Linked DNA regions of Mus musculus: all the other regions are linked to region 3. The links are chromatin contacts, called in public HiChIP or PLAC-seq and Micro-C maps. All regions are on one chromosome and are shown on one strand. Each heading gives the region's core, a stretch centred on a gene start, on an enhancer-like site or on the middle of the called end of the contact. The rest is flanking DNA. Distances are from core to core; before and after follow the strand shown. Region 1 overlaps 2610307P16Rik (RIKEN cDNA 2610307P16 gene). Region 2 overlaps 2610307P16Rik (RIKEN cDNA 2610307P16 gene). Region 3 holds the start of 2610307P16Rik (RIKEN cDNA 2610307P16 gene). Region 4 overlaps 2610307P16Rik (RIKEN cDNA 2610307P16 gene).

The links. Hi-C and Micro-C count contacts between places; a contact is called where the count stands out from the background. HiChIP or PLAC-seq counts read pairs in DNA pulled down with a chosen protein or histone mark.
Region 1: a contact with region 3 is called in an H3K4me3 HiChIP or PLAC-seq map of embryonic basal ganglia, with 4 times the contacts expected there. The contact joins the enhancer-like site here to the promoter of 2610307P16Rik in region 3. A contact is called at or near these places in 4 of 115 datasets of contacts at active chromatin or transcription factors (embryonic basal ganglia, embryonic forebrain, large pre-B cells and 1 more).
Region 2: a contact with region 3 is called in a Micro-C map of muscle stem cells, with 2.6 times the contacts expected there. The contact joins the enhancer-like site here to the promoter of 2610307P16Rik in region 3. A contact is called at or near these places in 1 of 15 datasets of contacts at CTCF or cohesin (the NIH/3T3 cell line), 2 of 484 Hi-C or Micro-C datasets (muscle stem cells and uterus) and 5 of 115 datasets of contacts at active chromatin or transcription factors (craniofacial prominence, embryonic basal ganglia, embryonic forebrain and 2 more).
Region 4: an H3K4me3 HiChIP or PLAC-seq map of craniofacial prominence shows a contact between it and region 3, with 4 times the contacts expected there. The contact joins the enhancer-like site here to the promoter of 2610307P16Rik in region 3. A contact is called at or near these places in 7 of 484 Hi-C or Micro-C datasets (bone marrow-derived macrophages, cumulus cells, liver and 2 more) and 8 of 115 datasets of contacts at active chromatin or transcription factors (craniofacial prominence, embryonic basal ganglia, embryonic forebrain and 5 more).

The regions. Positions count from the first base shown.
Region 1 is chr13:28,499,316-28,504,637 of GRCm38.p6, reverse strand. The region is part of intron 7 of 2610307P16Rik (RIKEN cDNA 2610307P16 gene); the gene reads left to right. Among named protein-coding and RNA genes, the nearest start is that of Gm40841, 80 kb to the right of the region's middle. Within about 2 kb of position 3,742, at least 9 of the 459 cell types and tissues checked have an H3K27ac peak or open chromatin away from gene starts, as enhancers often do.
Region 2 is chr13:28,605,783-28,611,121 of GRCm38.p6, reverse strand. 2610307P16Rik (RIKEN cDNA 2610307P16 gene) reads left to right here. Exons shown (of 8, transcript NR_045054.1): 6 at 2,494-2,604. Among named protein-coding and RNA genes, the nearest start is that of Mir6368, 100 kb to the left of the region's middle. Within about 2 kb of position 3,376, at least 42 of the 459 cell types and tissues checked have an H3K27ac peak or open chromatin away from gene starts, as enhancers often do. A contact at or near this core is called in muscle stem cells and uterus, where this site is marked.
Region 3 is chr13:28,882,758-28,888,077 of GRCm38.p6, reverse strand. 2610307P16Rik (RIKEN cDNA 2610307P16 gene) reads left to right here and starts at 2,656. Exons shown (of 8, transcript NR_045054.1): 1 at 2,656-2,934; 2 at 4,501-4,763.
Region 4 is chr13:28,543,091-28,548,069 of GRCm38.p6, reverse strand. The region is part of intron 7 of 2610307P16Rik (RIKEN cDNA 2610307P16 gene); the gene reads left to right. Among named protein-coding and RNA genes, the nearest start is that of Gm40841, 120 kb to the right of the region's middle. Within about 2 kb of position 3,464, at least 77 of the 459 cell types and tissues checked have an H3K27ac peak or open chromatin away from gene starts, as enhancers often do. A contact at or near this core is called in craniofacial prominence, embryonic forebrain, pancreatic cancer cells and 1 more, where this site is marked.

The DNA.
Region 1 (5,322 bases), core at 2,493-4,992, 380 kb after region 3:
GTTAGGTTTGACAACTTTTGGATGCAGCTTCGGTTTCTTAGGATAAACTCTCTTTAGCACTCATCTCTAAAATGGTTCAAGGCAGTGCAGTTGTTGCCAGAGGAGCTCACTGAGCTTGGATAATAACACTCAGTCCTGTCTGCTGGAATAAATAAAGAACAGCTGGTCTCTTCTACAAATACCGTTGGCATGAATTTTTTATTTAAGTCTCTCAGTGTATCTAGTAAACAGCCATATCTAACATGAAGCAAAGGCTCCCAAGTCTCCTTCCAATAAATTCCCTTCACTCCTCTCCATTGATGAGTTCAGGGTGTAGGGCAGGGTTAATGACCAGAGAAGGAATGTTGGGAAAAGTAGTTGGGAGCTAGAGAAAGTAGGCTCTTCTTCTGCCTCCTCTCCCATTTAAACCTCAGCTTCTCTCTAAAAGATAACACATTTTTTTTCAGACTATTTCTTGGGAAAAGGAGACTCAGAAAGGCACCTTTTGGCCATTCTCCATGTACTAGGTAGAGAGAGATTTATTCATATTAACATGATTCTCTGGACCCAGACTGCTTACTGGGAGAAAATTTCTATTCACTGTAATGGGTAGACAGTGGCAGGAAAGTCTCTTAGTCCCTTTTGAACGGCAAGTAATGACATTTGTCTTCATGTCCTAACAAGCTTAGTAGAGACTGAACACCCTTCATTTTGTTGTAGAAAACAAGAGATGTGTCCAAAGAACATAGCTAATGTTATTCTCCTCCTCCTCCTCCTTCTTTTTCTTCTTTTTGAGATAGGGCCTTGCTATATACTTAGGCTAGCTGGCAATTCAATCCTCCTGCTTCAGCACCTGCTCCCCATCACCCCAAGTCCTTTGGAACTGTAGCTCTGTATCACTAACCTTGGCAGTTAACATTCTTTTAAATAGCAGAATGAGATGTTCTGTACCTGCTCAGTTAACTCGGAGTGTTAAGTAATAAAGACAATCACTGAGCAGGCTGTAAGCCTGTATAGCAGACGTAGGTTCATAGTGTGTGTGTGTGTGTGTGTAAGTGTAAGACAGGATCTTAATGTCTAATCTCAGCTGTCAACGTGTGATTTAGACCCACTGTGGAAATCAATTCATGTCTACAAGGCTCCTTCGTAAAAAGTTGAACAGAGCTTAGAAGACCCACCCGAATGTGGCTGCAACATCCCATGGGTTGAGGAAACAGGAGAAAATGAGCTGAGCATGCCATGGTGGGTGCCATGTGACCAGTTGCCTCAAGCTTCTACCACCATGCCATCCCTGCCACCACGGACTGTATGCTCAAACTATGAATGTAGATAAACCCTTCTTTCTATACAGGGATGGTTTCGTATGTTTTGTCATGGCAATGAGTAAATTGATTAGCACAGGGCCCATAGCTAGGAGTGACGGCTCACATTCATAATTCAAGCCATTGTACATCCCTGGGGCCACTGAGGATGTGCACAGACGTATTGAGAGCCCTCATCGGAGATGCTTAATGGCGTTTTTCCATGGAGGGCAACATGGCTGTGAGTGGCCTCAGATGGTGAGGTCCTAGCTAGCCCTTCTCAGCTGACACTGTTAGTGTTCCCCTTCCTTACTCCTCCCTTTCACACTACATCAGTGGGAACACATGGTGGGTGGCCAGATTGGTGAACAGTGTGCTGTGGAAAGACCTCCTGTCTTTGAGTCCAAGAAGCGGGAAGTGAGCTCAGTTATTCTGTCCCAAGGTTCACGTAACCATTATCCAGCCTGTTCTAAGAGTGACCATTTCTATCTCTGGAGAGATGTAGTCTGGGAGGCCTGGAGCCCCGTGAGATGAAGCAGAGATGTGTCCATTTATGATGGTGGACATAGTAGGGAGTCTGTACACAGATCGAGAATGAAATGATTAAGGGTACGGTATATTCACATAGTGCACACACATGTGAAGTTTGTCCCAAATAACCATCTGATAGACTTTAATACCAAACTACTGATTGAGTGCCAACAAGAGTATCTTGAGAGCACACAATGCTTAATTTATATTTAGGGAATTTCCGTTGCTTGTCACAGGGCTTGTAAAATTTAAACAGAAAAGAAGAGCAGGCTCTGAGAAGGTGGGTGGGGAGTGTAGAGACCTGGGCTGTGGCTGCCAGTATTCCTTTAATGTAAAGCCACCTGAAGCCTTTTTGTTTAATAGTAAAGTAATTCCCACATGGTTTCCGCTCTTTCAAAGTCAGGCCTCAAAAGCGCTGTCTGCTGTAGCCTTGGCCTCTGCTTGCCTCTTTGTCAGCTGATGCTTCCTGTCTGCTTGCTGATAGGAAGTGTAACCAAAACACACTGCTGCAGGGGAGTTCCCAGGCTGGGATGCCTCCTCCCAACCTAGAAGAGAGGGCTACCTCCCTCCCTCAGGGGCCACCTCCCTCCCCCAGGGGCACATGTTTCTCTGGGAGAGACTGTCCCAGTGCAGAGCCCACTCTGAAAGTGATCACATGCTTTCTTTACTGTGAGCACATTCTAGGCGCTTCCCAGCTTAGTTAGTTTTCCCCCCATCTAAAGCCTCAATTGCAGTAAACTTTATCCCTCTGAGGAAAATACTTTTTTTGTTGTTTTTGTTTTTTGTTTTTGTTTTCCTTTGAAAGTTTGAGAAGTGCTCAAAGATCCTTAGAAGGGCAAATGCTTAGTAAATAGTAAAACTTGTGTGGATTTCTCTGATCATTTGTACTTTCCTTACACAAATTCTACCTGTGACCCCGTCTGTCCCTCACCCTTTAGAGTTTATTCTTCCCTGTGTTGATGGAGTTCACGATAAACCCAGGAAATCAGTTAACAAATATAGTCCGACTGTGCACTGCTTGCTTTCCCTCCAGAATGGTGTGCCATGAGTTTGTATTAAGTGTTTGTGCCATGTCCTACTGTTAATGTCGTTAAAATACCGTGAGGTGATGAAGTCACCTAGGTGGTCAGAGGACTAGGATCTTGGCTCTCCTCCATTGCTTGTCTAAGTTTTAGAGCTATTTGTCCATTTTCAAAATGAGATCGGTGGTGCTCATCTTTCTATTTGAGTTTTAGTTTTTTGTTTTGTTTTTTAAATATTTTTCTTCCCACTCAAGTCACTTAAATCTTGGGAAGTCTTTCAGAGGTACAATAGGGCATACACAGAGAAGATCATTTTGCCCTGACCAGTAAAGATGCTTTCGAAGCACTGCAGTCAGTCACTGGCTTTTAGAGTGGACCAGATGAGTTTGAGAGCTGTGAACTTTGTAGCACTCCCACAAGGTCCCTTGGTACTGTCATTAAGTAGCCTAGTTTCCTCGTAATGTCAAATGAGAAAGAACATGTTGAGAACAGAGCCAACCTCAAGAAGAACCTGTGGCCAAAGGGTTTTCATGAGCCTCAGAAATCACTTATGGGAAACCCTATCAGGAGGAAATTATCTTATCTGCTTGAAAATTAAATGACAGATTTTGTCTCTTATATAATCTGTCCCCAAGAGGTGTTTCCTGTGTATTTCTAGAAGTTCCTTGTCTAAGATGCTAATTCAGAGCCTAGGACTTTTCTTGATTTTTAATTGTCAGTTACTTACACCATGGCTTTGAGTCAAATGGAAACAGAAGAACCAGCCATGATCCCAGCACTAACCTATAGAAATGTCTATGTGGTTTCAAATCTGCAACACCAAATTTGAATGCTCATATCACTTGTTGAAGTTATAATTGTCGTGGGTGTGAGTGAGCGAGTGCATGTCCTGGGTGTGTATGTATGGGTAGGTGGATGGGTGGAACATTTGTGCATGAATGCACGTGGAGTTCACAGCACAGCTTTGTGAAACTAGTTCTCTCCTTTGACCATTCTGTGGGTTTCGGTTCCAGGGGATCGAACTCAGGTCATGAAGCTTTTTGTCAGGATATCTTAATCACAACACCGGGAATGAAATGAAATAATGTTCTGTGTCATTTATGAGTGAAAGATAGCTGTTCCTCCTTTGAGGTTGTCCTGTTTAATTACTACTGTGCTTCTCTTGATAACTCATGGACATGCTATACATAGCATTGCAAAAGGCACTGTTTCCTCCTTCTCTTCTCCCTCTCTTGATTTTTTCCCCAACTTTTGATAATTCAAGACTATATGGATATATCCTGCACAATCATGTCTGAATATTTCTACACTTCTCCCATTAAGCAATCACTAGTGTGTAGTATCCTGGGTGCTCTACAGGTCCTTCTCAGTGTACTGTGTAACTATGCTTTGATACAACCATTGCCAGTTAAAAATGATGTAAGGCAAAACAAACAAACAAATGACTTTAAGCCACCCAACCTCCTTAGCATCATAACTTATTAACACAGTGCACTGAGAGTATGTGTGGTTCACCCTAATGATCATGGTGGTCAACAGAAGTATCAGCAGGGGGGATTGTTTGTTGTCATTGCTCAAGACAACATCAAAGTCATTTACCTAGCCTGATAAACGGTAGAATTCAAAGTTGGAAGTATGATTTTTACTGATTATATATTGCCTTCATGAGATCCTAAAGTAATGAAAACAGAAGTTAGACCATCTTACACACAAGGGATTATTATTGATAATGCTGTTGGTTAGAGGCAGCGTAGTATTTGTTTTGCTGTTGAGTTAAAAAATTATTTACAGACAGCTGCGCTTACATGGTAGGGAATGAAAGTGTACCTTTTCTGTTGTTGGTTTTCAGTTATAATATAAATGTAGCATTTCTCCCTCTCCTCTTCTCTCTCCAAACCCTCTCATATATGACTTAAAACTTGAATTGGAAAGCTGAGGGTTTTGTTTATAGCCTTGACCTTTTATGTAAATGTTTGTTTCTGTGTCTTGTTTAGAAGTTAATGTGATTTAGAATGGCAGACTACATTTAAAGACTTCAGATTCTCACCCATGGCTTCACAATAATATACAGAATTTGACGATTTCATTCAAGGAGAACAATAGTTGGTCCTGATCCCTATATCTAAGTTTCCATACTAAAATCTGTCTTTGGGTTGAAATATAGCTATCTGTGTTTTGGATCAAGAAAACGCAGGTAGAAGTGCTACACCATGTAGAATTACTTAATATTGGCAGTCAGCTTTTAACCAGTAAAAGTTTTATTTCTTGCAAGAACTAATTCAGAACATATAACTGCATATGACTCTAGCTATTGTGACTGGAGCTGTTAAGATAGTTTTCAGAATTAGAAACTAGAATACAGGTCTGGAGAGGTGGCTCAGAGTTTAAGAGCACTGGATGCTCTTACAGAAGACCCTGGTTCAGTTCCCAGAACTCATATGCTAGCTCACAGCCATCTATCTGTAACTCCAGTTCCAGGAGATTTGACA
Region 2 (5,339 bases), core at 2,127-4,626, 280 kb after region 3:
TAAACAGATAAGCATTCAGTCCACAGCCATGACTGTCACAGACTTCAAGCTGTCCTCATTCCCTGCTGCTTGTAAGGATGGCTTAGAGGATTGAAATTAATGGCAGTGTCTCCCAGAGCCTGGGCATGCTGGCTTAAGGTTTTCCTCTCAGCACTGGGAAGGCAGAGGCAAGGAGGTGTCTCACAACACCCGATTTCAAGCTTTACTGTAACATACTCTCAAAACCAGTACTGGTACAAAACCAGAAACAGAGACCAGTAAGGTGGAACAGAGAATACAGAGATGCCCCATTCATACTTTTTGCAAAGCTTTCAAACACTGAAGAAAGAGATGAACAAGGCAGCAGAATGAACGGACCTCATTTTGCGCAGGATTGCCTTAGTGTCTCCTGCACGTCCACACTCCAGTGGTGTGCTTCTCCAGTTCTGTGAAGAATGGCTTGGCGTCATTCTGAAGATGATGTTAGGTAGCACCAGCATTTTCATGACATAATTCTACCAGGCTTGTCGAATGGGAGGTTATTTTTCTTCTGTTCTCTTCTTCATGTATTTCTTCTGTGTTGTAACGCTTACCTGTAGAGGTCTACACAGGTAAAAGAGTGAGTCTCAAGTTTCTATGGGTTTGGGTGGGACATCAGGGTGAACACTAGCATTCCATCATCATGTTTCTGACTTTTCAGTCTATTCTGTCCCCAGGGACCCTCCAGTTAAGTCAGTGGTATATCACATTTCATTTGTATAGAGTGTTAAGCATTATGCATTTTTATTAATCACCTGCTCCTTTCTTTGGGTGATATGCAGAGACAAATTGAATTCTCTGTTATCCTAATAAATGCTGAGTTGTCAAAGATATATGAGCATTAACAAAGTATAAAATGAAGGGAGACACCAATTGGCAGTGGGAGGTGAGGTTTCAACCAGAGCCTATAAAAACGAGGCATGAGAGACTAACCAGAAAGAGGAGAATTTGGAATATATATTTTCTTTTTGTCAATAATGCGGAGTCACAATCATCTGCTCAGGGAGACTTCCAATCGGCTTAAGGCATTGAGGACCAAGTTCTCGGGCACAAAGGACATTTATTTGGCCTAGAGGGGCAGAAGGCAGGGATAAGGGACAAAGACAGGAGAAAGAGGAAGATGGAAAAGGGGAAGGGAACAAGGAAGAGGAGAGAAAAGGGGGAAAGGAGAAGGGTAAAGGGGTATTTGTCCCAGGCTAGAACAAAGGACTGCCTCTGGATAGAGAGGAGGCACACATGACCCATAGGCAAATGCCAGTTTATAAAGGTAAAATGGGAAACCCTGTGTGAGCATGAGGTATTTACTTTTCATTGGGCATGTCAGTTAGGTGATCCAAAGGGGGTGTCTGATTGCTGAGTTCAGTACCTTGATAGCTGGTCCTTGGCAGTCAGCCTTGGGAGGAGGAGGAAGTGACCAAATGAGGGAATGGACCTTGGTGGCCAGTTTTAGGAATCTAATGAGTTTTTGGCAAGGCAGAGGGAATTCAGGAGGGCAAAGCCTACCAGAGCCATGCCCATCATGCCCAAAGTGCTCACTATGCTCGAGCTGGCCATAGCATCAGCACCCACTGTGTCCATGGTTACGGGACTCAGGCATCAGAAACCCTGGCATCAGAGAATTTCGGAGACATCCTAACATGGACCCACTTGCTGACACTCTGCCTAAGCGGTGTTTCCTCTCCAGGATTGCATCTCCATTTACTCTCTACCATGACTAGATAGCTTTCTAAATCTAGGACTACAGTTACAGTTTCCGAGAAGTGCCACAGAATGAGAATTAACCATTTACGATTCTTCACAGCCCTTTGGTTTCAGGATTTCCACACATGTTTAGTGTTGCAAATGATGTCAAAATGCACATACAGTGTGATTCAGAACTCACCAGAATCCCTTGGTATAAACATATCCCCACTGTCAATTTTCACCTCTTTTCCTGTTATCTTTTTTTTTAATTTTAGAGGAGGTCTGGTGAGGTAGCCTAGGTTGGCCTTGAACTTGCAGTTGTACCTCAGCCTTTTAACTGCTGGGATTACAGGTGTGGCACTGGGATAAGGAATAAAGGAAGTTCTGTGTGAAAGGGATCTATCTGTTCCACACAAGCCTTATAAATATTAGCTAGTGTCTGATATGCAGAAATCACATTTTAAAGTCCCAGTGTACTCTTGGATCCTTATCCATGGACTCAAGAACACCTGCCTGAAAGTATTATAGTGCATGATAAGTGGTACACACACACACACACACACACACACACACGTGTGCATGTGGTCAGCCCATCTGTAGTTAGGCACACTGAAGATCACAACAAATAGGACAATTAAATTAGGAATTCTTTTAAGAATTCTGACCCACTCTACTACAGAAGGTTAGTGCATGTATGTGGCACACTCCTGTTACCTACTCAATTCAATTGTAATTCTGAGACGCTGCCCCCCACCCCAGGAGATAATAAAACGGTGGCTTTCCCCCCCACAGGTGGAACCATCTAGGGAGGCCTGCCACTGTTTGCTGAGCTCCGGGTGAGGATGAAGACACTTTGACATGGCCAGCTTCAGACTCGGGATCTGTCGGTGTTAGCAGCCGAAGGTACAAGCTCATTCCGTTTATTTAAATATGAGTCAATTGTTTTCTGAAGCATGGGAATAAAAATATGTGTGCTTTGAGATATACAATCCATTGAATAGATTTATTTCTGGTGCACATGTATAGCGCTAAATGTCAATTCTAGGGCCACCTGATTGTTAGGCATATGGTTTACAACTGAGCTACAACCCCAGCCCCCATATTCGGTTTCTTTTTTTGTTTGTTTGTTTTTTGTTTTTTCAAATTTGGTTTCTTAAGGTTAATAAAAATCACTGTAAAATACAAATTTAAAGAAAGAGGGAGAAATTTGTATGTTATAGTGATGTAGGGAACTTAAATATTGCTGAAATTCTCATAGTAAGTGTCTTCATATCCACTTATGATGTTTACAGGGCTTGTAATATTATAAAATAGAAGAAAAAGAAACTAAGGGGTACCCCACTGCGGCTCTGAAGAAGCTGAGAAACGTTAAGAAAGCATTGGAAAATGTAAACATTGCTTTAAAAAGCAACAGGAAGTGAATGTAGATTTGCTCACACCCTAAGAATTCAAGGATCCAAGGGACTGAGTGGGCGGGGGTCCCTTCTCAGACAGCCCAAGTAAATTGTTCTCTACTGTTGGACATGGAAAATATTTTTGTAAAGGGTAGAAGGGAGGAATTTCCAAGTGTGTTTTATTTTCCACTTTTCCTCTCTCCTTTTCTTCCCTGGGATTGTTACTGACTTCCTGCATTCTGCTCTGGCTGTGGGCTGTTCCTTGTCAAGTCACTCAGCTAGCCAAAACAGCAGCTGTAGCTGGCTCCTTCCCTCCCCTCTCTTCTCATGCACTCGTACATCGCCTTTGTCACCAGTGGCAAGCTAGCCACATCTCAGGTCCCATTCTTCGGCTCCTCAATCCCTTTCCTCTTTTGCTTTTTAAAATAAAATAATCACAATTATTTATGTATGCATGTATGTTTGTATGTATATATATGTATGTATACATATATTTATATGTATATATGTACGTATGTATGCATGTGTGTTTGTATGTGTGCATGTGTCACTGTGTGCATATGGAGTTCAGTAGAAATCCTGAAGAATTCTGTTGCTGTCTTCTGCTATGTGGGCCCTGGGGATCAGACTCAGATCTTCTGGCTTGCGACCCAGGTACCTTTACCTGTGAAGTCACCTTGCCTATCCTCCTCTTTCTCTTTGCTGTTCACCAGCCTGGGTAGTTTTCTTTCTTCCTTTCCTGTTAATTACACCCACCCCCCCTTTTTTTGTTGCCTGCTAAGCACTTCTTTCTTTGATGAGTTTGACTTAAGAGAAAATTCATATGCCTTATAATTTTTTCTTTCTTGAATGGTGCTTAAGATTGAACCCCGGGTGCTGTTCGTGCATGACAAGTACTCTACCACTAAGCTAAACTTGGATTCCTCATGATTTTGAAGCTTTGAGTTCAGCAGGTCTCAGAATATTTACAAATGTTCTGTGTAAATCATTAGAACATTTCCCATCTCCTCAAAGGAGATGTATCTGCTAGTGCTTACCTACCTATCTTCTTCCAATGTTAAATCATTTGTCTAGATTTTCTCTCCTTTAGACATTTCATAGAAGCAGGAATCACATGACTTGTGACCTTTGTGTCTGGTGTTAAGACAGTGTGTGGTTTTCCAAGCTTGTTCCTGTCTGTCTGTTGCAGCATTGTGGGTACTTCCTTCCTTACTGAGTGGGCGACTGATTTTGGAGTGTGACACTGGTTTCTTTTGGATTTTGGGGGGTTCCATTGATCATTTGAAGAGTACTTGAGATGCCCCTACTTTTAAAACCATTCTGAATATACTGCTATGAACATTCTTGTGCATGTTTGTGTGTACCCAAGTGTCAAGTCGATAGGTGATAGGATAATTCTGTGCTAAATAGTTTAAGATGCTGTCAAACCGTTTTCTTCTTTGTGCATGGGTGTGCATGCATGCATGTGTGCAGGTCATACTTGAGTCTCTTTCTCAGGTGCTATTAACCTTGTTTTCGAGACAGCCTCTTTCAGAGGCTCTCAAGCTTCCAAATGCTGCAACCCTGTAATACAGCTCCTCAACCAGAAAATGACTTTTGTTGCTACTTTATAACTGTAATTTTGCTATGATTATGAATCGAAATGTAAATATTGTTGGAGGTTTGCCAAAGGAGTCAGGACCCACAGGTTGAGAATCACAGTGTTAGGCTAAATTGGCTGACTCCGGAGCCACAGGCATCTGCTTCTTCCTGCTTTCCTAGGGCTGGGATTACAAATGTATACCACAATACCCAGCTTTCTACATGCATTCTGAGGATTAAATTCAGGTCGTCTCATTTGTAAAGCAAGTACTTTATTTATTGATGGGCCATGTAGAACCTTCACTCTGAGGTCTTACCAGCTTATTTTCCCACTGTTGATGTATGGGGGATCAACTTGGTCTCTGCCTGCCCAGCACATGTGGTTGTCTATCATTGTTTTGGCCACCCTAGTGGATACAGAGCCTGTGTGCCTTGGGGGGTGAGGTCACTTCCTCTAGGGAGCTCTACTTGAGCACCCTGCCTCTCCCTCTCCCATATGCTTCTTTTACATGGTGTGCTTATCCTTGTGATGTCTCTCATAGCACTGAATTATAATTGTCTGTTAACTTTATCTTCTCTATTAGGGTGTGAATCTGTTGTAGAGGGTACTAAAATATTTCCTGTGGCATCTCCCGCATTAACATAATGCCTCATATGGTTATT
Region 3 (5,320 bases), core at 1,407-3,906:
TAACTCTAACTGAGAGCAAGAGCTATGTTTTAAAACACAGCAGTGCTGACAAAGACCATCCCTGAGACCCTTCATGAGCTGCCTGAGTAAGAGATATTTCCAGGGAATCTTTTTGATCTTTCTTTTTAATTAATTAATCAATCGATTTATTTATATATTTATTTAATTTCATCACAGGGGCTCACTATCACAGAATAGCCCCAGGCTATTTTGGAGCTCACTTTGTAGCCCAAGATAGTCTTGAATTCAGTTATCTGACATCCTCAGCATCCAAAAGATTGGGATTATGGGGGTGTGCCACCAGGGAGGATTGGCAGTATTGTGCACTGTAAGGATAACTGGAGAACTGGATATTATTTAGGAGTTAGAAACTACATAGGGTGACCCGACCTACACATTGGGAGTATTTTCCAGAAGCGGCTGTACGGGCTTTTCATGACCTTTAACGCAGATATTTAAGATGAGCGGGCAGGAAGTGCTTATTTGCAGAGGGAGGGTACATTTCTCCTAAAAACAAAATTCTGGAGATCCTCATAATTAAACAAAGAGGAGAATGTGCCAGACAGAAGTGGGTGGGGATATTTCCTCTTTGTGGTTGTGATGCATTCAAGATTCCTATCCTAAAAAGAGGCTTTTGAACTTCCGCAAGATAAGGGGCAATTTCAGGACACTGTGTAGGTGCCACCAGTAGGTAAGGGTCCCAGCGGACCCCTAGTTGGTGGCCACGTGTTGCCAGGATCCCAGGCGCGATTGCGGGACCCGTGCAATCTTGGCGGGACCCGCGCGGGTATGCGCCCTGCTAGTGCTCCCTGGTCCTCCCTCTTGGAGCCTCTTGAGCCATTGTCCTTGCCCTTCCCTGTGGATCCTTTATTACTTTGCTACATTTTCCAGTAGTTGCTTCTACCTAACTCTGTCCCCCCCCCCCCCCCCCGACATTCCAGACCCAGCAGGGTCCTCAACTTAAGAAACTGCTTTTAAAGGAACTAATGGATTGAGTGTGCTCTGCTTGCCTTTTGGCAGAGGGCAGTCCAGCATTCGGGTGGGAACCGGCACCTAGCAAGGTTGGAGGACCGACCTTGGAGAGCGCATCTCTGTTTCTGGGATGTTATTGTCTAGGTTTCTTTGGGCCAGCAAACCTTGAGCGCTAATTCGGAGGAAGTTGGTTACAAAGTTTCAGACAGCTAGCGGAGTGCGCGCTCTGGCAGTCTGACAGAGGAACACTGGGCCCAGTGCAGACCCCAGGAGATCAGAACGGAAGCCCTCTCACAGAGTCTTTGTTCTCCCCTAGGGGAGAGACTTGGCAAGCACTGGAAGGGTGCTTGTTATGATCCACACCCATGACATTCCAGACCCAGCAAGGTTCCCTTCCTACCCCCTCTTCGCATCTTTAATCCTAGCCAGGAATACAGCTCCCTATGCCCCCTTTCACCCCATCTCTTTACCCTCACATTTAACAACTCATTGGGTCTTCCCTGTCTAGATTTGGAGAAAGAGTATATAAGGTGCGTGGACACCAGCAGGAGGTTGAATATTTGCTTTGGAATGTTTGAGTGTTTTTTTTTAAACCCCCTTTGCCCTGAAGACTGAATATAAAAGGCTGCGTGTCCCTCTACCTTCTCCCACCTTCCTGCTTTTCTTCTATTCTGGTGAGATCTAGAAAGGAAATTGGTGCAGCTTTGAGTTCCTGGGGTGGGGGGAAACCATGTTGGGATGAGAGCTGAATGCTGCGGTGTAAAGTGGGGACCCCAGTTCTGGAACTGATGGATGATTTTCAGAAGGCTCTAAGAAAGACTGAGAGACTCCCAGACAAGGAAGACACCTGGCTTGCCCAGGACCAGAAGGTGGGGGAGGGAAGAGGATGGGGAGTTAGAAGTGAAGGAGGAAGACCCTGTAGCTGTGAAAGGAAGGGAACTAGGAAGGAACAGTAGGTTTGGGAAGGAGCCATGTTAACCTGAGAGTCTTGTTAATATAGTTGGAGATAAGAGGAAGTTCTCTGAGGTTTGAGCCGGTGGTCTCTGTTCAGGCCCCCCCCCACCCCCCATGAGTGGCATAGTACCAGCAGCAACAGGTAACCTACAAGGGCAAGGTGTAGGTCCCTGTGGGATACTTAGTGGCCTCTGCCATGCAGATTTGAGGGTTTTCCCCTAGGGTCCTGTGTGGGCACTGATGAGGGAGGGAGAAGAGACTTTTCCATCACTTAGAACTTCTTTGAATTCTTCCAGGCTGTTGGTTGGAAGAGGGTACATAGGATGGAGGGTCATGGATGGAGAGGCATCTGTGAGCCCTACCTATGATTGTACCTCTTACCTTAAAGGGTTGACTGGCTCCTTCATATTACATCTCTTGGGATGCTGAGAAATGGCAGAAACTCATTGCCAAAGTGAACCGCTCCTCTCCCTGATTGGCAGGGAAAGTGCAAACAAAGAGGTGCATCTCCCGGAAACAATGAGTTTGGAGATTTCCCCGGGCGTGAGAGCGCGGACTGGAAGCTGGGTGTTCAAAGGGTGTGAGAAGGGACCAAGACCCGCATCTTCTGGGCAAAGTTTTCGGGGAGATGGAAGGAGAGAGGGTCGGGACTGAGTTGCTGGTCTTGGGGACAGAGCAGCCGGAGCTGCGCACCAAGGCTTAGAGTCGGGCGGGAGATGCGGGGAGAGGGAGGGGGCGGGGAGGGAGGGGAGGGAGAGAGGAGGAAGGGGTGAGAGGGAGAAACCTGCCGCGGCTCTCCGCCTCTTTGTCTGCTCTGGGACTTGGAACAAAAGGGGAAACTCTGATGAACTCCTTCTCCAGCTCCCTGGACGCCCGAGTATCTCTTTCTCGCAACTTTGTCAACGCGACTTTCTCCGCTGTCAGGCTGCGCAAAAGTATCCTAGCGCCTCGCAGGCTGCAACAATGGAAACAATGTCCCTTCAAAGTGCGACGAAGTGGAGGGAGAAGGTGAGTGACTTGTCCTGTTTGTCCTGCTTCCCTCAGGTCCCCCTGCTCCCAGCCCTTCCGAGGGCAAAGTCATAGATCTAGCAGCCAAGTTTGACTGTTTCTTTCTGTTTCTTGTCTTTTATTATTATTTTTTAATTGTATCTCTTTTCCCGGTTCTCCTTTTCTTTTGTTCTTTTAAACTCTCGCACAGATTGTTTTGTTTATTTTAAACGCCTTCATCTCTTGTGCTTCTTCTTTAGGGGTGGTGAGGGGCTAAGAAGAAGGGCATCCAAACTGGATACTGCCTCGCTTTTCCCCGGTTGTGTGTAGATTGGAGGAAAACGTTCTGATAAGAATGGGAATTAGATCAGGCTCACCCACACATAAGCTCTGACTTTGGTCACAAAAAAAGAAAGATGCAGAGGTGGGGGTCATTTCCTCACGCGTTTTCAAACTTCACTGTCTCTGGAGCGCTCTGGAGACACGAAGCGTGCAACAATAGAATGTAGACAGGGTTTGGGTGGTAAGGGAGTTCCAGCAAATTAATAGGAGTCCGGGAAGTTTTTGGGGGCTGGGGTCCAGTTGAGGAAGCCACAGGTTCCAGACTGTCAAGAGCTGCGCAGATGAAGCTGATGGGGCCTGGACCATTAGTTAAGAGTCCGCTCCCCTCACCTCCGTGGTTTGGTTCAGTTTAATGACCCACCCAGAATGACCTATTGCTGTCCTCGTCGGGATCCATCCTCTCTTAGGTGTTGGCGACCCCCGGGCCTATCTCAGCCAGTCTGAATAGGAAGGGAACCACGAGCCTGCCGAGCTCCCCTGACCTAGCCCTCCGCCCCGCCTTTTGTGTTTTAACCTTTTGTTTCTATCGGCCACACCCGCCCAAAAGAGCGGCGGCTTTTCGTCTCTGTTCAGCGGGGAAGCAGCGAGGTTCCCTCCAGATAGCGGTGAAGGGCGGCTTCCTAACTTTGTTTCCCAAGTCCCCTAACTTCGGAATGCTTCTGCATTGGTTCTTGCTCAGTAAGTCAATATCTTCACTTTATATGAACTATCTTTTGCTGTTTTTCTACTTCGTTCCAAAAGTTGTTTATCTCTACCAGCCACTTGCGTTCATTAAACAACAACAACAAAAAAAGATAACTTAGAGATCTAAGTTAGGGTCCAAAGGACAGAGGTTGGCTTTATCTGTCGGATGCCTTTAAATATGACTTTATCTTGATTCTGCAACACAAAACCCGGCTCATGGTCTTCAGGTATGTTTGTGGGCTCCGTCCAAATACCAAGGTAATTTATCACCTTCTCCACCCTCTTCTGTGTTTCCAAATGCTGGAGGTGTTCTTCAAGCTCCTGGAGACACTTTTTAACAAGACAAGTCAAACACAGAACTCATCCTACTGCGGGTGACTCTAGGAAGCATCCAAACAATGCATTAACTTCTGAGAGTTAGCATTCTGCAAGGTGCCAGAGCCGGGGAGCTTTGAATCTTTATGTCAAAGACTGAAAGGAATTAAGACGACAGTTATTCTTTTAGGGAGGGAGTGTATAGACTGTCCCGACAACTAACCTTAATACATTCTAATTGTATAGGTGTCATACCAGCGACTCCAAGAGTCATGTCACCCACTTAGCAGGAGTACTTCTACTGAAATGCCTTCGAATTTCTCTTACTGGATATATACCTACCAGCCGCTAGCATGAAGATGCCAGGACCGCTGCAAGTTAGCACTGGACAAAGTAGCATCAACTTCTTCATTTAGAGTTTCTTCAGTTAAATTGCTGGGATTTTCGACAAGGCTTTCCTTATGTGGATTATTGGAGTGTGATGCCCGAGAATTCTCTACTTGTAGAAGGTATGTTTCTTAGACACCCACGAGCACTTCCTTTTGGGCCTGATACTTAATGCCACTGGAGATCTGTCTCCTTGTTTTGAGTTGTTGCCCGCCTAAAGTGACTTAAGACTTTATGTTTCCTTCTTGGGGACTGTGTTTTGTAGATAGTTTCTGAAGTGGAATGATAATTTGGGAGTATCTGATGAAAGTTTATTGATTTTTTTTTACCACGTATTCATCAATATCTGCACGTATAATGAATGTTGATTTATGTAGAGTTATATATGTTTTATGTCAGTAATGAGTCCAATATGTTCAACAGGCCATACCTTATTTTATTTGTGGCTGATTTTCTCCTTAGATACCACCGTGAATATTTTATTTTAACAGAACAGGCTTGCATTATGTTGTTGTTGTCGTTATTATTATTATTATGCATCTTGACAGTTCATTTTGTTAACAAAATCCAGAAGTGACCCCCAAATACATACATTTCTAATGGTAGACTGTCAATACAAAGTGTAGTGGGTTCTCTTAGAATGGAAGCTTTGGCCTTGCCATAACCAAAGGACACGAGG
Region 4 (4,979 bases), core at 2,215-4,714, 340 kb after region 3:
AGGTCCTGTCACCTCCCAACAGCAGTATCAGCTGGACACCATCAGCTCTTGAGGTTTTGAGGGGCCACTTAAGATCTAAAAGAATACAACACAATCATAAACTGAACAGTGAGCCAATCTTCTCACACAACTTTGTTTCTTGGCAGCTGTTTTGGTGTTATTTTCTGACTTTTAATACACTTCTTGGCTTTGGTCGTTAGTACCAAATCCAATGTTGTAACCCAGACTTGCCCCTGTTCTCACCCTCCAGATTCGGCTCCGATAATTGTGGAAGTTCCTCTGTGCACTTAGGAATAGAGGACCTCACATACAAGGAAAGAGGAAAGTGATAGTAGGGTGATGAGAGGAACACAGTAGGCCAGAAGAAAAGGGATTAACACTGGCTTTATATGTACAGGTGTGGTCTGTTATGGATCCCAGAGCATGGCAGCAAGTAGGTGTGTGCTCAAAGACAGAATATCGAGCTGTCAGAGTGAGAAGAGTCAAAAGCATCATTCCCAGACTTCCAGAGTCCATGCTTTATCTACACAGCTTGAAATCTACAGGTCCTAAAATCTCAAACTTTTAAGGTTGGCACAGTGATCCGCCCCCTTTTATGATTTCATATACTGGAAAATCTGAAAAATGGCACTCTGAACCATTCCTACACCCAAGCCCTTTCTAACTGAGATAGTCACTTTGTAGTCACCCTTATTAGAGATCATGAATGAGAAGCAATAGCTAACGATTTCTAGGTCCAGAATGGCCAGAACAAACTTAATTTATCTCTGAACAGTCAGTCTGTGCTGTTTGTGGAAACCCACCATTTGTTTCTAGAGCATCTGTGCATCCTATGACTAAGTTATTCTGTGACTACTGCTGTCCATATAGCCATAGGTGAATCCTTTTCTTAGCCTCCTACTGGGAAGTATCCAATGTGGAGAGTCACAAATTTTCACTGAGCACTTTCCATCCACAGTCTCATTTGATGTCTCTTAATGACCCGGGGCAGGTACCCCACCCATTTCAAACCAGAGATCCCAGGTTCTTGGTGCTGGAGTAAGTCTCCTGAAACTACTTGAGTAGGAGGCAGCAGAAGGCTCTGCTCATTCTCATGTGTTCATTCTTTCATTCCCTACTTTTTGGTACATCCCCACAGACTGCTCCAGCAGGCTAGTCCCCAAGTTGAGGAAAAGGTAGACAAGGCACCATCTTATTCCAGCTAGATAGGAGTCAGAGGATAGAACATGAAGTTCTGTCTTGGGTGATATATAATTTCTTTTTCCATTGTTGATAAAAGGCATGTTAAAGGAAGAGACTTTCTTATTCATAATTAGAGGAATATGCAATATGGTGGGTGGGAATGGCAAGTCTGTGGAGCATCCTGGTCTGTAGCAATGACAAGTATTCTTTTGGCTTCCTCTTTTCCCCCCCATTTTATTTGATCTGGGGCCCTACCTAATGGCACAGTGCTGACCACATCAGGATAGGTCCTCTTCTGTTCAGCATCTGGAAACAATCTCCCAGACATACCCAGAGAGTGCTGGATACTCTTGAAGGACAAGGGAGCTGTAAAAAATTTCAGAGACAGGCTTCCTGAAAAGGAACAATGTCTTAGCTGAAATATTAAGGAATGGTTACATGCTATGTGTAGGAAACTGTAAGTAAAGAGACCAGGTGAGAGAAAGAATAAACTTACTTGGAGTTTAAACTCCAAGTTTTCCATCTGGTGTAGTCAACCATGGTCTGAAAATATTGTTGTTGTGCAGTGAGGAATTAAGATCCTTTGAGATGGGAGGAGGGGGGAACTGAAGCAAAGAAAAGGAGGGGGACAGGCATTCCTAAAAGTAATATTCTGAAATAAAATGTATTTGTTCTAATTTATCCATTATTGTTAATCTCTTACTATGCTAACTCAAAGTTAAATGTTGTCATAGGAATGTACATATAGGAACAGCTTGGTGTGTGCACAGAGTGTGTGTACTTATAGGAAAAGCATAGTGTATATACCGAATGGGTGTGTACAGATAGGAAAATCATAGTGTGTATACAGAGGGGTGTGTACAGATAGGAATAGCATGATGTGTGCACAGAGTAGAAGTGTACATACAGGAAAAGAATGGTATGTGCATAGAGTGGGTATGTCTAAATAGGAACAGAATGATGTTTGCACACAGTGGGTGTATACATATAGGAGCAGGATGGTGTGTGCACACAGTGGGTATATACATTTAGGAGGAGCATGGTGTGTGCACACAGTGGGCAAGCACATATAGGAAAAGCATGACTGCACAGGGTGCAATATTGTGCATGGTTCACTATCACCTGGAATATTTGTGCTTATCTCATGCTGATAAGGGGTTCTGTAGCAACCAAAATTCATTGAATTTGCCTGGATGTGCAGTGCCACTGTGAACTGCAGTGGCTGAAGCTACAGAGGAGTAGCTGGTGCAGTAAATCAGACTCTGGGGTGGGCATATCCTAGGGCACCACGAGGAGCTGTCTGAAAGGCAGAGGGTGGCCTCCGGGTGCCAGTCAGGTGTGGTGAGACACATTCCATTGGTGCATTGGAAAGGACAGGCTGATCACAGCAGGGCCTGTCACAGTCTGCTGAAGCAGGACCTGTAACCCAAGTAGCAGGAGGAACTTTTATTCAGCCTGTGGAGTGATGCTGTGAAGGAATTGAAACCCTTCAAGAGCAGAGCTAAAAACAGTGGGGGGAGAGGAAGTGTAATTTGCTGTCTTCCAGTTTCCTTCAGATCCCGCCTGCTGCTGACCTGTTAACCATCTCAGAGCCTGGGCCCCACATAGACTGGGCATCCCCACAAATCAAGGCAAGCTTTGATTTCATTAAAATTGTATGCCCTTTTCCCTTCTGCTAATCCAACTCTTGGGCCTTAAAAACAAGCTGCTTTTTTTTCTTTAAGTTTTGAATAATTCTAGTGTTTACACAACCAAAATTTAGTATAAAATTTTAAATTCCTGAAACACAAAATGTAGCTCAGGATCCTTTCCTAGTGGCCTGAGAGTACAAATCAAACACACACTCAAAGGTAAGGCAAAGAAGCTTCCAGAAAGCGGAAATACTTCTGTCAAGTAGGCACCTAGTATCAAAGTGGGTCAAAATAGCTCAATGTGTGGACGGGCATAGCTGAATCTTTGCTTACACACTTTCCCCTAGCCCTTTCTACATAACACTTTCAAGAAACTCCTCTGAGAGATCATGCCATCTTCCAGCAAAAGGTGGTGAGTGGACTTCAGTAGGCACTGATGGGAAAGAATCCAGTGCTAAGGGTGTGGGTAGACCTCATGCAGACCCAGGTCCGCCCAGTCACTCGATAACCCTGAACTTGGCTGCCTCACTCTTTGCTGAGGTCCCTCAGGTGGCCTCATTGTTTTTATTACCATGGTAGAAAGAGTATGTGAAGCCTTGCCTGGCTGGCAGTCTCGTTGCCATGGAAACCTCCATTCCACACACCTGATTCACACATCACGCTCCGCTAAATCCAGACAGAGGTCACAGACTGGCATTTGCCCTTTGTCTCCCCTTCTTGTGTTTTCCAGGCACTGAATGGATAGAAAGAGATGGGCAGTCAGCAGCCTTGCAAGAAAGCTTTGCTGTGAAGAAGTTTGTGAATTCCAGAAAAAAAAAAAAAAAAAAGACTGGTAGCTGTGAAGGGCAAAACGGGGGGGGGGGGGGGGGGAGGGGCGGGGGGGTTTGCTGGGGAAGACTGTGTACATCGAAGCTTCTCCTTGCAGGCAGCCTCTGTCCTGGGTTGCATCTGAAAGTGATTTTCTGGGTTCCCGGGTGAGCGTGGAAATGAGTCTAGCAGATTCCGGAGCTTTGGCTCCTTGGGGGGTTTTCTGTCCCATTTCACTGAGTTGCCTGATAACCTCAGCGCCAGGGTGTGTGCGTCAGGATTGCAATGTGGGCTGAGGCGCACATTAGCCACAGCTGTCTATTAAGAACCAAACGATCTGATGATCCGTCTCAGAGCCTGGTTTTTCTTTGTGTCATCTATAATATTTTAGAAGGCAGACGCCATCTGTAGGATGTTCTTTTTCAGGAAAGTTACTGTGTTTGAAGAAGGCTTCCAGTTTTCCTGGGATGGTGATTATTAGTTTTTGCTTGTGTTACTCATTTGATAGATTTAGAGAAAAAGAGATGATAAAAAAATCAGATCATGAGCCTTTCTCTGTGAGAATTTCTTCTTTGTGCTTTGATTCGTAATCTTTTGATTCTTATTTGTTTAGGTAGCACAGGGCATTGAACATACTAGGCAAATGTTCAATTACTCAACCATATCCCCAGTCCTTGATTTTTTTGTTCCTAAGGTTAGATTTTAAAGACAACTTTAAAGAGAATCAAAAAGGGCATTCACAGGACATGACATCAGTCGCCACACACTGGGGTTCAGGTATCATGTGTGATTTATGGGGTATCTCAGCAGAGTCATAGCAGGGGTCTCTGCGTGTGTTCATCTCTGCTGACTTACTTCCCTTTCCTCTCATTGATTAATGCCCCTCCATTTTGGTCAGCCTCTGTTGACAAAGTACCCTCTAGCTTCAGCAGTACGCCGGACCTGGGTTTCAAATATCACTTCCCTATATCCTTGAGCACACTACTTTTATTTTATTAAATTTGGTTTATTAGTGTGTGTAGGAAAATATTGCTGTGACAGTAATCATAAACTTTAGTGTCAGTGTAGTGCTGCTCTGTATCCAGGATGAATCCTGTTATGCTAGATTATTCCAGAAACAGCATTTGCCTGAAGGAATACTCTCACCATCCAAATAATTGCCATTTTCCTGATTTTGCTTATGTGGGGATATGTGCAGCTTAGTAGGTGGATGGTGGGCTGAGAGAAGAAATATTCAAAAGTAGAGTGCATATATACTTTCTCTTGTCTCTGTATATCCACTGGGTCCGTTTTAGGAATCTCATTGTAGGTTCATGATGCATAATAAGGTTTCTCTTCTCAGAAGACGAATTGTCACTC